Regions from separate parts of the Anser cygnoides genome. Here region 2 is linked to region 1. A link is a contact called in public Hi-C data. All regions are on one chromosome and are shown on one strand. Each heading gives the region's core, a stretch centred on a gene start, on an enhancer-like site or on the middle of the called end of the contact. The rest is flanking DNA. Distances are from core to core; before and after follow the strand shown. Region 1 has its middle 14 kb from the start of THAP5. Region 2 holds the start of PNPLA8 (patatin like phospholipase domain containing 8).

Region 1 (6,373 bases), core at 3,697-6,196:
CCATTTGCCTCAAGGCTGGTTGCATCTTCTCTGGGTGTACAGCCTGCGGTACTCAGCCTGTTGTTCACTGATCAGATCCAGCCACCTAACAGAACCAGGGAGACACAACTCCTCCACAGCCTCCTGAAAGAAGGCATCTCACCTGTCTCCATCATGAGCTGTTCTTCCATTAACCAATATCTAATATCTTCATTAAGAAAAGAAGTGAGAAAATGCCCATTTATCTACTGATTATGGCCAATGGGATGTTGTAGACAAATATGTTAGATTTAGACTTTTTGTTGCTGTTGTTACAAATACCTGGAGTTAGCTAAAATGAATGGGACCTTGTGTTTTGATAGTCACATAGTTTTTAGATGGGCAGGTTAGGAAAACCAAGTCCTAATTTAAAAGCTCCTGGCAAGTAAGTCCTTCCAAATTGTGCTTCAATTTCCTGTACGGCCAGTGACAAGTGGAAGGTCCTTCAAAGCTTCTAGAAGAGATTCTGTTCAGATATATCATTTATGCAGTTGCAGCATTTTTTTCTGAAGATTTTGAAAGAAATTTTTTTCTGTATAGAAAATTTGGACAAGTTGGAAAACTGATTCAACAGGTGCCTAGCTTAGTCAGAGTACCCAAGGCACATTTCTCAGTGCTGCAGAACATCCTCACAAGGTGCACATCAGACCTAAGAGCTCTGCATTGCTTCATGGATAACATAAATTGATAATCATCAGACACCTTATAGCCCCTTGGGATGGAAAACAACCTTGTGCCCACTGTAGGCTCGTGCCAAAGTAGTATAAAACACCATGTTGAGCTCTTTTTCAGCCATGCCTGCTTGGGTAAGGACATTATAGATTGCAAATGTAGATAGTTTGACCTTCACTCTGAGTCAATAGACTATGAGGACAAACAAGAACAGGTCTGGGAGCTCTCAACGACCAGAATAGTTACTCTTTAGAGATGGGGGATAATAAAGATACAAGGCCTGTTGGTTTCACAGCATGCAAAATATATCAAACCTTTTGGATCTCATACTTGCAAGCAGATGTTATTAAATTTACATCAAAGTCCTTTATTGAGTGTTTTACATGATGAGAAATCCTGTACTGTGTAAAGCTGGCTTTGGCTACAGGACATTTACAGAGCACTAAGCCCATACGGCCTCGATGCCTATTGACCAGCCATGGATACTCTCCCAGCACTGCGTTATCTGGCCTTGCAGACTGACCATTAGTTTTCAGGAAATGCCTAATATTCTGCTGTCACTAGATAAGGGTGTACAACAACTCATGCTCTCTCCAGGTCACAGCCCCAGCAGACTCCTGCGGAAAGCCTTTCACACCTCGCTAGCAATGCAGCAGCTCCTCTCCACCTCTTTGTTATCTGTGCAGTCCCTTAAAAAGGGGGAAATTGGCTTTTCTTGTCCCTAGCCCGAAAGTAGATTAAATCAGGCAGTTCCTACTTTGGGTCTGACCTTCAGGAAGTCCAGGGGTGGAATTAGAGCCTTGTCTGGCTGATGTTAGAGAGATTATCTGATGCCTTGTGAAATTACTGGCCCTGAAAGTTTGCTGTGAAGTTTCCTGCACAGGACCACATCAGGGCACTGCACCACAGCCCCAGGTGCCAGGGGCTCACCCCAGCACAGCTCTGCAAGTCCTCTGGTGCAGAAGGACAAAATTTGCCCCAAATATTCAAGGTTTGGCTGGCACAGAGGACGTGGCTTTGAACTGGATCAGGCCTCCAGCAGGGACTCCACAAGGATGCAAAACATGGATGGATGCTGGCTTTTATCCCCCTGTCCCTTTGGTTTGCTTTATGTAGGGACCAATAAGCCAAGCTCCTGGGATTTGCTGGGGTACGAGATGCTGCGCGGAGAATAACAGGCAGAAAATGAGCAGAAAACTATGTTTCATTTATGGAGATTAATTAGAAGCACTAACAAATCCCAATTAGATTTTTAATTAAAATTATATTAGAAACTGACACTTATCGAAGAATTGCTACAGAAATATGCACTCAGCCACAGTTGCACTTGAGTTGACTAATTTCACAACTTTTAAATGTATAATTCACCATAATGATATCACAGCCATAAATCCAAATTAAATTGTATTTTACAGCTTTGTCGTTAAAGCCATCAACTCTTCTCTTTAGGGATCCATTTTACGAGACTTCAGTAAAAGTATTTACACATTTGTGATTTGCAAGGATTCAGTGGTGTGGTTTTTTTTTGTTTGTTTTTTTCTTTCCTGCACTTAGCATCTGAAATGGATTTCTAGCTTTATCCACAGGTTTTGATGTGTAACAGTGTCCTAGCTCCCAACAGTACAAGAAAGCTTCAGGCTCACAAATTAGATGAATTCTTCATTCAGAGAGACTCCGCGCTGGGGGACTGCAGACACTCTTTGCTTACCTTCATTTACAAAGCACAGTCACTGAAAGAAGGCAGAGCCCTGGTTTTCCTGTTTTTTCTGTTCACCTTTTGCACTAATCTCGTTTCAGGACTCCTGGAATATGGCTTCCTATTGCAAAATCCCTAGCCAAGCTTCTGAGTGCCTGCAGCTTTTAACAGGCACTGCTTTCAGCCTGCATCTCTTTGTCTTACTCCAAGCTCACACTAAAATCAGGTTAAGGGCAAGCATATGGCTTATTATGTCGAAATCCTCATCTTCCTTTGACTATGCCTTGGCTGGTAAGGTGAATTATTTTCCACCAGTTAATGTAAATAAGTTCTGTATTGATCTTTCTAATGAATAGTGTATCTTTTAACCCACTTCGTTTAAAAGAAACAACCTATTATGTCTGAATGATTTTGCTGTTAATAAACTCTCAACTGTGGTGTCTGCAGCTCCAGCTCCCTCATTGTTTATACCAGAAAATACATGGGAATGGAAGAATAAAATGCAAAGAAAAAAAAAATTAGGTTTATTTGATCTGATTCTTTGACAAATACAGAGTTCGAAAACTGGTATACTTTCCCCTCTCCATTAACAGCTGTAGAAATAATATAATAGAAATTACTGGTTTACTTCCCATCATAGGAGACATAAAAGCTAGAAAGCTTTTGGAAGCTGCTTTAAGAACTCCTTGTTCTAAAAACATCTGCAGGTTTTTTTTTAATATTCTAGTTACATACTCCAGAAAAAAAAAAAACAAAAGAACAAAACAAAAAAAAAAAACAGTAGACTGATAGTTAAAGAAATGCTTAAGCTTGCCAAATAATAACCCAGTTAGCCATGAAAGTTTTTCTTTGGGTTTTAAATAAACATGTTTAATAACAATTAAAAAATTGAGCACACAGTGTAGGTTTCATTGCATATGAAGTGATGCAATGAGTGTCATGCATTGATATGAACACAATGCAGAACTGGTGTGGAGTGATAGAGTGCCCTGCCTCACTATCTCACATACATGCACATTCACAAAACACTCAGAGTACCACATTTGCAGAAAGAGAGAGAGAAAGAGAGAAAGAGAGAGAGAGAGGGAGAAAGAAGGAAGGAAGGAAGGAAGGAAGGAAGGAAGGAAGGAAGGAAGGAAGGAAGGAAGGAAGGAAGGAAGGAAGGAAGGAAGGAAGGAAGGAAGGAAGGAAGGAAGGAAGGAAGGAAGGAAGGAAGGAAGGAAGGAAAAAAAGAGAGAGAGAGAGAGAGAGAGAGAAAGAAAGAAAGAAAGAAAGAAAGAAAGAAAGAAAGAAAGAAAGAAAGAAAGAAAGAAAGAAAGAGAGAACATTGCCAGAACCAGTCCTAGTTATATCAATACCTTCTCTCTCTAAGCATACAAAAAAAAAAAAAAAAAAAAGTGCTCCTCAGCATCTATGGCAAACACACATTTTATTCTTTCTATGACACTTTCTAGCAAAGGAACATGAAGCAGTAATAAAAAGGCATGTGACAGAACAACATATCCTGCCTTTTCTTGCAGGACTTCTCTAACACTGTGAAATGTTGGAAATCACTGTTTCATGATACCTCAAACCTTGACAGGATCAATAGCTTTCTGGGAAACTCCCTTTACTGCATTCTAATCAGCAAAACTGACGGCTGTTCAAACAGAAACAAGTTATCTTTCAGATTCGTTGTAGCTGTGGATGTCCAATTTGAAATTAATATTGACAGATGCACAACAGTCCAGGTTTCTGCAGCAAGAAGCAGAAGCCGGTAATACTTAAGAACTGCAGGAATATTAACAACACTAAGTGCTTATTCATTTTGCTTTTCTTTCCAGGAGATTTGTGATTTTCAAGGGATCTGAGTGAAGACTGTAAACAGTCATGATTTTTTTGAAGTTTAAACCAACCTTGCTACTCTTTATTTATTACACTAGTAATTTCCTGTTCTCTACAGCAAAAGCACATTTCTGTTATGAAAGAAACTCCATGAGTAACTCTCAGGAAGGCAGCAGTACGTTGGATCCCGCGAGCAGTGGGATGACGCACTGGGGACCTCATTGCCTGTATGAAATTTACTGCTGCTGTTTCTAATGCAAAGTACAGACTGCAAATTTCTGCTGTCCTTTTCCCCAGCCTCCTCACACAGAATAAGATGGAGGTGAAGCTGAATTTTCAACATACAGTTTTTCATACTGTTTCTAGCCCAGGCATGTTCCCCCACACACAACCTGCCCCAAAGGGAGAGCAATAGCTGGTAGGAGCAGGTAGCATACTTTATACAGTCTAGGGGCTGGGAGGACTCTACAGATGCTAAAAGAGAGGGCTGGTACCTTTGTCACCTGACACAATTTAGTATCAAAACACTCCAGCTCTATACTAAGGAAAAGCTTATGCAGATCTGAGATAGCAAGAGAGCAGAAAACTGTTCATATTCAGATAACATTCCCTGTGCTTCTTCTGAAAAATGCTGCCCCCTCTTCTCCCTGCAGATAATGCATCTCCCTGAATCCCCCCTTGAAACACGATCCCCCATGAGGGCACTATGCACCAGCAGCTGCCCCCGAGCCGCCTGCCATCAGTGCTTGCTCCAAAGAGCACTGGAGCAACCCCAGGAAAGGACAAATATTTGCACTCTGCTGAATTCAGTGTCACGTCCTCTCTTGGGAAGAAGTCACTGTGAAGTAGCTCCTAAAGGAAGAAATGCAAACCTTCCCCCCCACAGGGAAGACGTTTTATTAATTTGAAAAGTGAGAACAGTAACTTTTGAAATACTACATGCAAAACACAGCTCTATAAGCCAGTGAAGATAATCTGCCAGTTTCACACAGTTTACAAAATGCATTATTCCTCTACTGCCAACTCCTTGCTTTTAGAGCAGCTCCACAAGAACACATCATGCACATTTCCATTTTACTTTTTTTTTTTTTAACTCCTTTTTTAGGTAATATTTTCTTTAGACATGTAATTGTTAATAAATATTCAGATGATTTAATTTCATGTATAACACAGCTCTGTTCTGAACGTTTGATGCTGAGGGAAACAATACTCTTAAAACTGATAGTAAGCATTGTAACTGAAAACATTTATTTAAAACTTGAGCCAAAACATATATCTAAAATGAAAAACACAAAAGAAGAAAAGGAACTAACTCGTGATCCTGAAGATCCTGAAGAGACTATAAAACATGTTGCAAAAATAGTTTGAAAGTGGTTAAAGAGAGAGTGGGGGCCAAAGTAACATAAAACATTCAACTTTTATCCAAATTCCATCTCCCATGACCCATCACAACCACAGCACAACTGCCCAGGGGGGTTAGCAGTAATTTGCATTACTACTGCAAAAGGAACGTGTCTCAGGGACTATGGGCCCCAAAAACATATCCAGTAATGAATCCAATCAGCTAGCAAGTAACAGAAAGATGTTTTTAGCACCCCTAATTTACAGAGCTGGAGCCATTCAGGGAGATGGAAACTCTTGGAAGAGGTGCAAAAAGACCCCAGAGCTTCCAAATGCCAATCCAGTATCTTAGCCTCAAACCACAAAACCAAAAAATCCCAGAAATGTTCGTTCCACCAGGACTGTGGAGGGCACTTAATGTGATCCTTCTCAAAGCAGCCCTACCGCCCTACAGTTGCATCCCTGATGCAACAGGGCTCTGGGCTGGGCTGCTCCCCACCAACATCAGAGGGAGGAAAGGGCCCTGATGCTGGCACAGCCTGTAGCCCCACACCGAGATGCTCTCTCTTTTATGGGCAAGCACTGCATAAAATAAAAGTAACAAGTTCCTCCCTATCATTTCTGAATATAATATTGGCACAACGATGTGCTCATGTTCGCAAGAGTGTATAGACCAAGCAACCAATATTTTTCGTCTGAAGACTTTTAAATGTCTTTTTATGTCTTTTTTAATTTTTTTTTTTAATATTCTCTGGTTTTACCTTTAGTGAGAACATGTCATCAATGAAAACTAAAATGACATGGAGCAAGAATAGCAATGGC
Region 2 (5,892 bases), core at 227-2,726, 66 kb after region 1:
CCTTTCTCAGGTGACAAGTGTTAGGATGCAAGCAAACAGTCTCAAGTTGTACCAGGGGAGGTTTAGATTGGGTATCAGGAAGAATGTCTTCATGGAGAGGGCGGTCAAGCACGGGAAGAGGCTGCGCAGGGAAGTGGTGGAGCCCCCATCCTTGGATGGGTGGATGTAGTGCTGAGGGATGTGGTTTAGTGATGGGACTCAGCAGGTCAGGCTGAGAGTTGGACTCAATGACCTTTAAGTCTTTTCCAACCTGGATGATTCTATGATTCTATTTGGTTTAAAAGCAAACCTTACCATATATAGTGAAAACACACAACAAACTGAAGAATAGCCCACGAGTCTTAAAAACATTTGCCGGGAGTAGGCCATCACTAAATAATACAAACAGACAGGTAATCATCTATGGACAAGGGAGTGCAGGCCACACCTGCAGAAGATTGATGCAGTCCAGAAAGCAGCAACCTGGAGAAGGCCTTGGAGAGAAGATCTGAGCAACTGGGTGTGACATGCTGGTATGCAGTGCCATGGGGATCCTGGACAACAAACAGCTCTCAGAGCCACTGAGCACTTCACAGAGGGAGTGCTTTGGGAGAACTGCCTCTGTACTGCTCTTAAGAATCATAAAAATCTGAGAGGGGGCAAAAAAGGAACTATAAATTATTCAGTGTGCTATATGCCCCTGGAAACAGAGGGGCAGGCGCTGAGCTCTACTCTCTGGGGACAGCGACATGACCTGAGGGAACGGCATGGAGCTGGGACAGGGGAGGGTCAGGCTGGGGGTTAGGGAAAGGGTCTGCACCCAGAGGGTGGCTGGGCACTGGGACAGGCTGCCCGGGGGACTGGTCACAGCACCGAGCCTGCTGGAGTTCAAGAAGCACTTGGACAGTGCTCTCAGACACCGGGTCTGATTTTTGGGTGGTCCTGTGTGGAGCCAGGAGTTAGACTCAATGATCCTTGTGGGTCCCTTCCAACTTGGGATATCCTGTGATTCACCCAATATTCAGGAGCTGGAAATGATGTGATGGAGGAAATTCAATCCATTTGATTTTGATACTAACTACAACACACAAATAACATAAATTTCCCCGGGCAAAGAAAACTCCAGGAAAAGAAATTCACTTTACTCTTTTTAATCAGTAAGCGCAGAGACAGGCGACTGGAATCCAAACCCCAGCAGGAACCACCGCCTCTGTGACGACCAGGGCAACGATCCCACGAACCACCCCAGACATCCTCCACCCTTCCCGACCAGCGCCACTAACTTCGAGCACCCCCGGCGGAGCCCCGTTACAGCATGCCCGCCCCTCACAACGCCCCCCCCGCCGCCCATGACGGCCGTTCCGCTCCGCACGTCACCGCCCCGCGCATGCGCAGCACCCCCCACCCGCATTGCCTTACCCTTTCCCCCCCTGGCACCGCCCCGCCCCCTCTGGCCTCAGCCGCTTCCGGCGGGCTGCGCACGGCGCATGCGCAGTGCCGCGGCCCAGCTGCTTCCTGCGCTGGCGCGGTGGGGGCGGCCGGCGGGGGGAGGGGGCCGGGCCTGGCAGGAGCCCGGCGGGTCCGGCCTCGGTGGGAGGGGAGGGGTGAAAAAAATAAATAAATAAACCGCGCTGCTCGCCCTGGGTGCGTATAGCAGCCCGGGACAACGTGGGTGAGGGTTGGGGCTGAGGTGGGCAACAGGGTGTGGGGCTGCGGCCTGGGCTCTGAGGGGGCTCTGAGGGGGCTCTGAGGGGGCTCTGAGGGGGCTCTGAGGGGGCTCTGAGGGGGCTCTGAGGGGGCTCTGAGGGGGCTCTGAGGGGGCTCTGAGGGGGCTCTGAGGGGGCTCTGAAAGGGGGGTAAAAGCCTCGTCCAGCCTAACTGGGGTTTTGTACCGAAGGGTCGTGCTGAGAACCGGTGCCCGTTCACCCTCGGAGGAGTCCTTCATGGCAGTGTAATGTCATCGCCGCTTGGAAGGCTGTCTCTTGGCACGAGGTAAGGTGCCAAGGAGGTGTAGCTTGCTGGATGGACCAGCGAGCAGTTTTCTGTATGCCACTAAGTGGTTTTAGCAGGAGGTACAGCGTTCTGCTTATTGGGAGGACTAGCAAGCAGTTTGCTATGTGCCACAAAGTGTTTTTGACAGCTGTCACATCCTGAAGGTCTTTTTCAACCTTAATGATTCTATGATTCCTCAAAATGAGCGTAAACGGGCCTTTTAGGAAGATCGTGTTAAAATTAAATAGTTGGGATGATGGTACTGAATGTCCTCAGCACTCGGTATCACAACAGGATTACGTAATTATGTTTGTCTGTCTTTACTGGAGCAATGAATAAGCTGTACCTACTTTAAACAACTCTGAGATTTCAGTCTAACTTGTTGCTGGTTTGGGGTTTCCATTGTTTGGTTTCTGTTTTTGTTTTTTTTTTTTCAGGTAACAAACACCATGATATGGGACTTATTTACTGAAATATATTTTCTGGAATGAAGTAGACAAGCAACGTAGGAAAGGTGTAATTATTTATAAGTAATGACAGTTCATTTGTCTTTAGATACATATTTGTTTTTTGTGATTAACCCAAAAAGTCTTTGGTGGAAGCAAAGAAACAAATACCTGTGTTTGTATAGACCTAAAGTCTTCTGGAGGATAAATCATGGCATTCATCTTAGAGTTTTCCATACAAGCGAGCCTCAGTGTAAATGGGCCAGAAGCAGGACGTTTTGGTATAACAAACACATTTACAGCCATGACTTCTTATACTACAGAGTTTCTAAACTGTTGACTTCTTCTTCCAAAGGACTCACAAAAGTGAACAGTCGCATGTCACGAATTAAGAATACTATAGAGTCTGTTTCAAAGGCAGTGTCTGGCACTCACAGTGAACTGGTGTCGCGGATAGCTCGGTTAAAGTCACACTCAGGTACTCTAGGAAAAACAACTAAAAGTAATGCAGGTGAAAATAACCTCAGTGCCAGTCTGGAAAATGGTAAACAAGTTACAGATGCCAGAACTCAGGAGGATTGCAACAGAGGCCTAGCTGCCAGGAAATCCACTGATGCAAATGAAAGCTTGGAGTCTCTGTTAAAAAACTCAAGCGGCGCTAATCAAGATACTTCAGAAGATTCAGCCTCTAAAACCCACCTTTTTCACATAAGCTACTTATCTACAAATTTTGGAGAGACTTACAACTTTGTAGCTGACCATATCAACTGGTACTTCAGTAATAATTCCGTAATGGATCAAGAGAAAAAGAGGAATGCTTTGTTACAGGACTCTAAAAGTGAAGTGACAAATAAGCTTGGTTCATCAGGAAGTACTGTAATTACTGAAGAAAAGACAGTGACTTCAGCAGCCACTTTAGCTCCTGAAACAGAGACTCAGGATGCTGAAAAGACAAGTACTGCTCTTCCAGTTTCCACTAAGAAAAGTATTGCAAACTTTCTTTCCTATCCCAGTAACAGTGTACAAGCTTTTGTAGACAGTTACATCGGTGGGTTGGTGCCCAAGTTAAGGTCGGAAACAAAAGTTGCTGCACCAGAAAAGAGTAAACCGATAGAGCAAGAAGGGTCTGAGAAGGATGAGGAAGACAAACCAAAAGAGAGTAAGACTGCAGAAGACAGGGAAAAGCATCTGTCCATTCAGAGAGAAAAGGCAAGTCTTTGTTTCCTGCTTTTACATATTTTATTTCTATGCATATTAATGTTTTATGTAAGAATGCGTCTGTATAGATGTGTATTTTACATGTGTATATATAGTTCATAATTATATACATTGTAGCTGTAGCTGTTTTTTTGGTTTTAGTGACAGTAACATCATACTCTTTCATGGTCCAATCATTTCAGAGTTGCCCTGAAAATTCTCCCAGTTAGAAATCCTGACGCCAGTTTGTTTGGTGTCTGGTTGCTCTAAGAATTCTTTATTTGTTTCCTGGTAAACAAGGCCTGCTTCTGTTTAAGAAATCCTTGTACAACACTCTGTCCAGGACTTCTGTGAAATCTTAAAATAACCTTTTGGAATTAGTCTTGACAAATTGTATACGTATCTTAGAGTAGCTTTATGTTCTGTGTATAACTCTTGTCTGTTTTAGATCATTGCACGAGTGAGTATTGATAACAGGACTCGAGCTTTAGTTCAAGCCCTACGAAGATCCTCTAATCGAAGAATCTGTATCAGCAGGGTTGAAGAACTGACTTATCATCTTCTGGAATTTCCAGAGAGCAGAGGAGTTGCAATTAAGGTGCAGATAATCTTTATGCTTAGATGAGCAATAAATATCTGACAGAGGTATTCTTATAAAATGACATAAAACTTCTGTGCTTTTGTGGGCTAGGCATATTTTCTTCTTGTAAAGATTATGGTGTGAATATCTTTTAGCTTTTTCATTCAGATTCATTATGCAAACTATCAGTAGTCTAGCCTAAGGCTGTTAAGATTGCTATGTTTAATTTAGAAGCATGCAGCATTGTCATGTGGGTAGATAATATAGCTTATTCTAGTGGTAGATGAAGGTCGTACACTGTGTTCTCTTTCGCAATTGACCAGACAGGAATGTACTGTACGGTTGATCTACATACGTGTAACAGTTTTGATGCTTCTTTGCATGCTCCCTTTATAGAAAGGACACGAGTGGAGTGTAGAAATCAAAGAAGTTTACGTAATCTAGTTCTGTTCGTTCTCTTTCCTGCATGCAGTGAGGACAGGAGGTGGGTGGTAGGCTGTTCTAGCCCAATCAGGTGTTTGTCAGTTCCATGTGTTTTTCCACAAGATGTGACAGTTGGGTGACAGGGATTGTAAAATTGCTGGATGGAGTTCAGGCCTGGCGAATTACCCTGGCTGGGCACTGGTCAGACGTGCACGTGAATAGTTATGAAATATTTTATTATGAGAGAGTGCACTCACTACTCCCATCTTGATTATAATATTTTATATCTTTGTGATAATAATTCCAAATTTAGCAATCAGTCAGTGTGAAGAATTTTAAGTTTTGTTTTGATATTAATATACTTTGAAGGCACTTTCTACTTTGAAACAGTGTGATATTTGTTCATTAAAATCTGTGCTTTTAGCTGTACTTCATGGGCTCAATACTTGAGTTTCTATTTGGGAAATGTGACATTAATGTCCACAAAACTAAACTGTTGGCTAAATAATTAAAAACCTAAAATATCAGTAAACTTAGCTTTTATAGTTATTAGAAGGATTTTAATTTCAGCTTGATTGTTGAGTTGAGAGAGCTGGTTATTTTTAACAAAAAGAGGTGTACAACATAATATTGGTGTCATTTCTTCCCCTTGTTAGATATAGAGGTGGGTAAATATAGGCTTAAAGAAGTTTTCCAGTAACTCATATACTACATTAATTCTAAAATGTGAAACTAGTGAATATGAGTGTGAATTCTTTTGGTATAAGCATTTTGATAAATACAAAGATCTTTTATCATAACTATAGGAAAAAGTAATCCCCTGCCTACTGCGACTGAGACAAGCAAATGACGAAAGTCTTCAGGCTGCTGTTAGAGAGACTTTAGCAATAATTGGATATACAGACCCTGTGAAAGGCTGGGGAATTCGAGTCCTTGCTATTGATGGAGGAGGAACAAGGTAAAACTTTTTTTAATACATGCTTGTATATCTCTTCATAGTGTAACTGTAAATAGAATTTCAGTTTCTCTTTGATAATTTTGTGACTAAACATGCAAAGTCCGATTTACAGTTCTGTTGCATTTGACTATTCAAGTGATGGGTACTTACTTCTGTATTCATTTGTACTTAAATTCCCATGGATTAATAGTCCTGGGCCTCTGAAATTACTTTTAAAGTTGGCTACGCACATAAGTGCTTCTTGGACTGACCCTTTCTTTTGGAAATGAGTAAATTAAACAGTCATTTCAGTTAGTCTGCTCATCTCCGTAATTCAA

The links. A called contact is a pair of places that touch in the nucleus more often than the background predicts.
Region 2: a Hi-C map of fetal liver shows a contact between it and region 1, with 1.7 times the contacts expected there. The contact joins the promoter of PNPLA8 here to the enhancer-like site in region 1. A contact is called at or near these places in 3 of 7 Hi-C or Micro-C datasets (fetal liver, granulosa cells and liver).

The regions. Positions count from the first base shown.
Region 1 is chr1:31,338,140-31,344,512 of Taihu_goose_T2T_genome, forward strand. No RefSeq gene overlaps it. Among named protein-coding and RNA genes, the nearest start is that of THAP5, 14 kb to the left of the region's middle. Within about 2 kb of position 4,947, at least 1 of the 3 cell types and tissues checked has open chromatin away from gene starts, as enhancers often do. A contact at or near this core is called in fetal liver, where this site is marked.
Region 2 is chr1:31,407,959-31,413,850 of Taihu_goose_T2T_genome, forward strand. It overlaps PNPLA8 (patatin like phospholipase domain containing 8), which reads left to right and starts at 1,477. Exons shown (of 11, transcript XM_048065920.2): 1 at 1,477-1,623; 2 at 1,877-1,971; 3 at 2,409-3,626; 4 at 4,063-4,212; 5 at 5,424-5,575. The coding sequence starts at 2,505.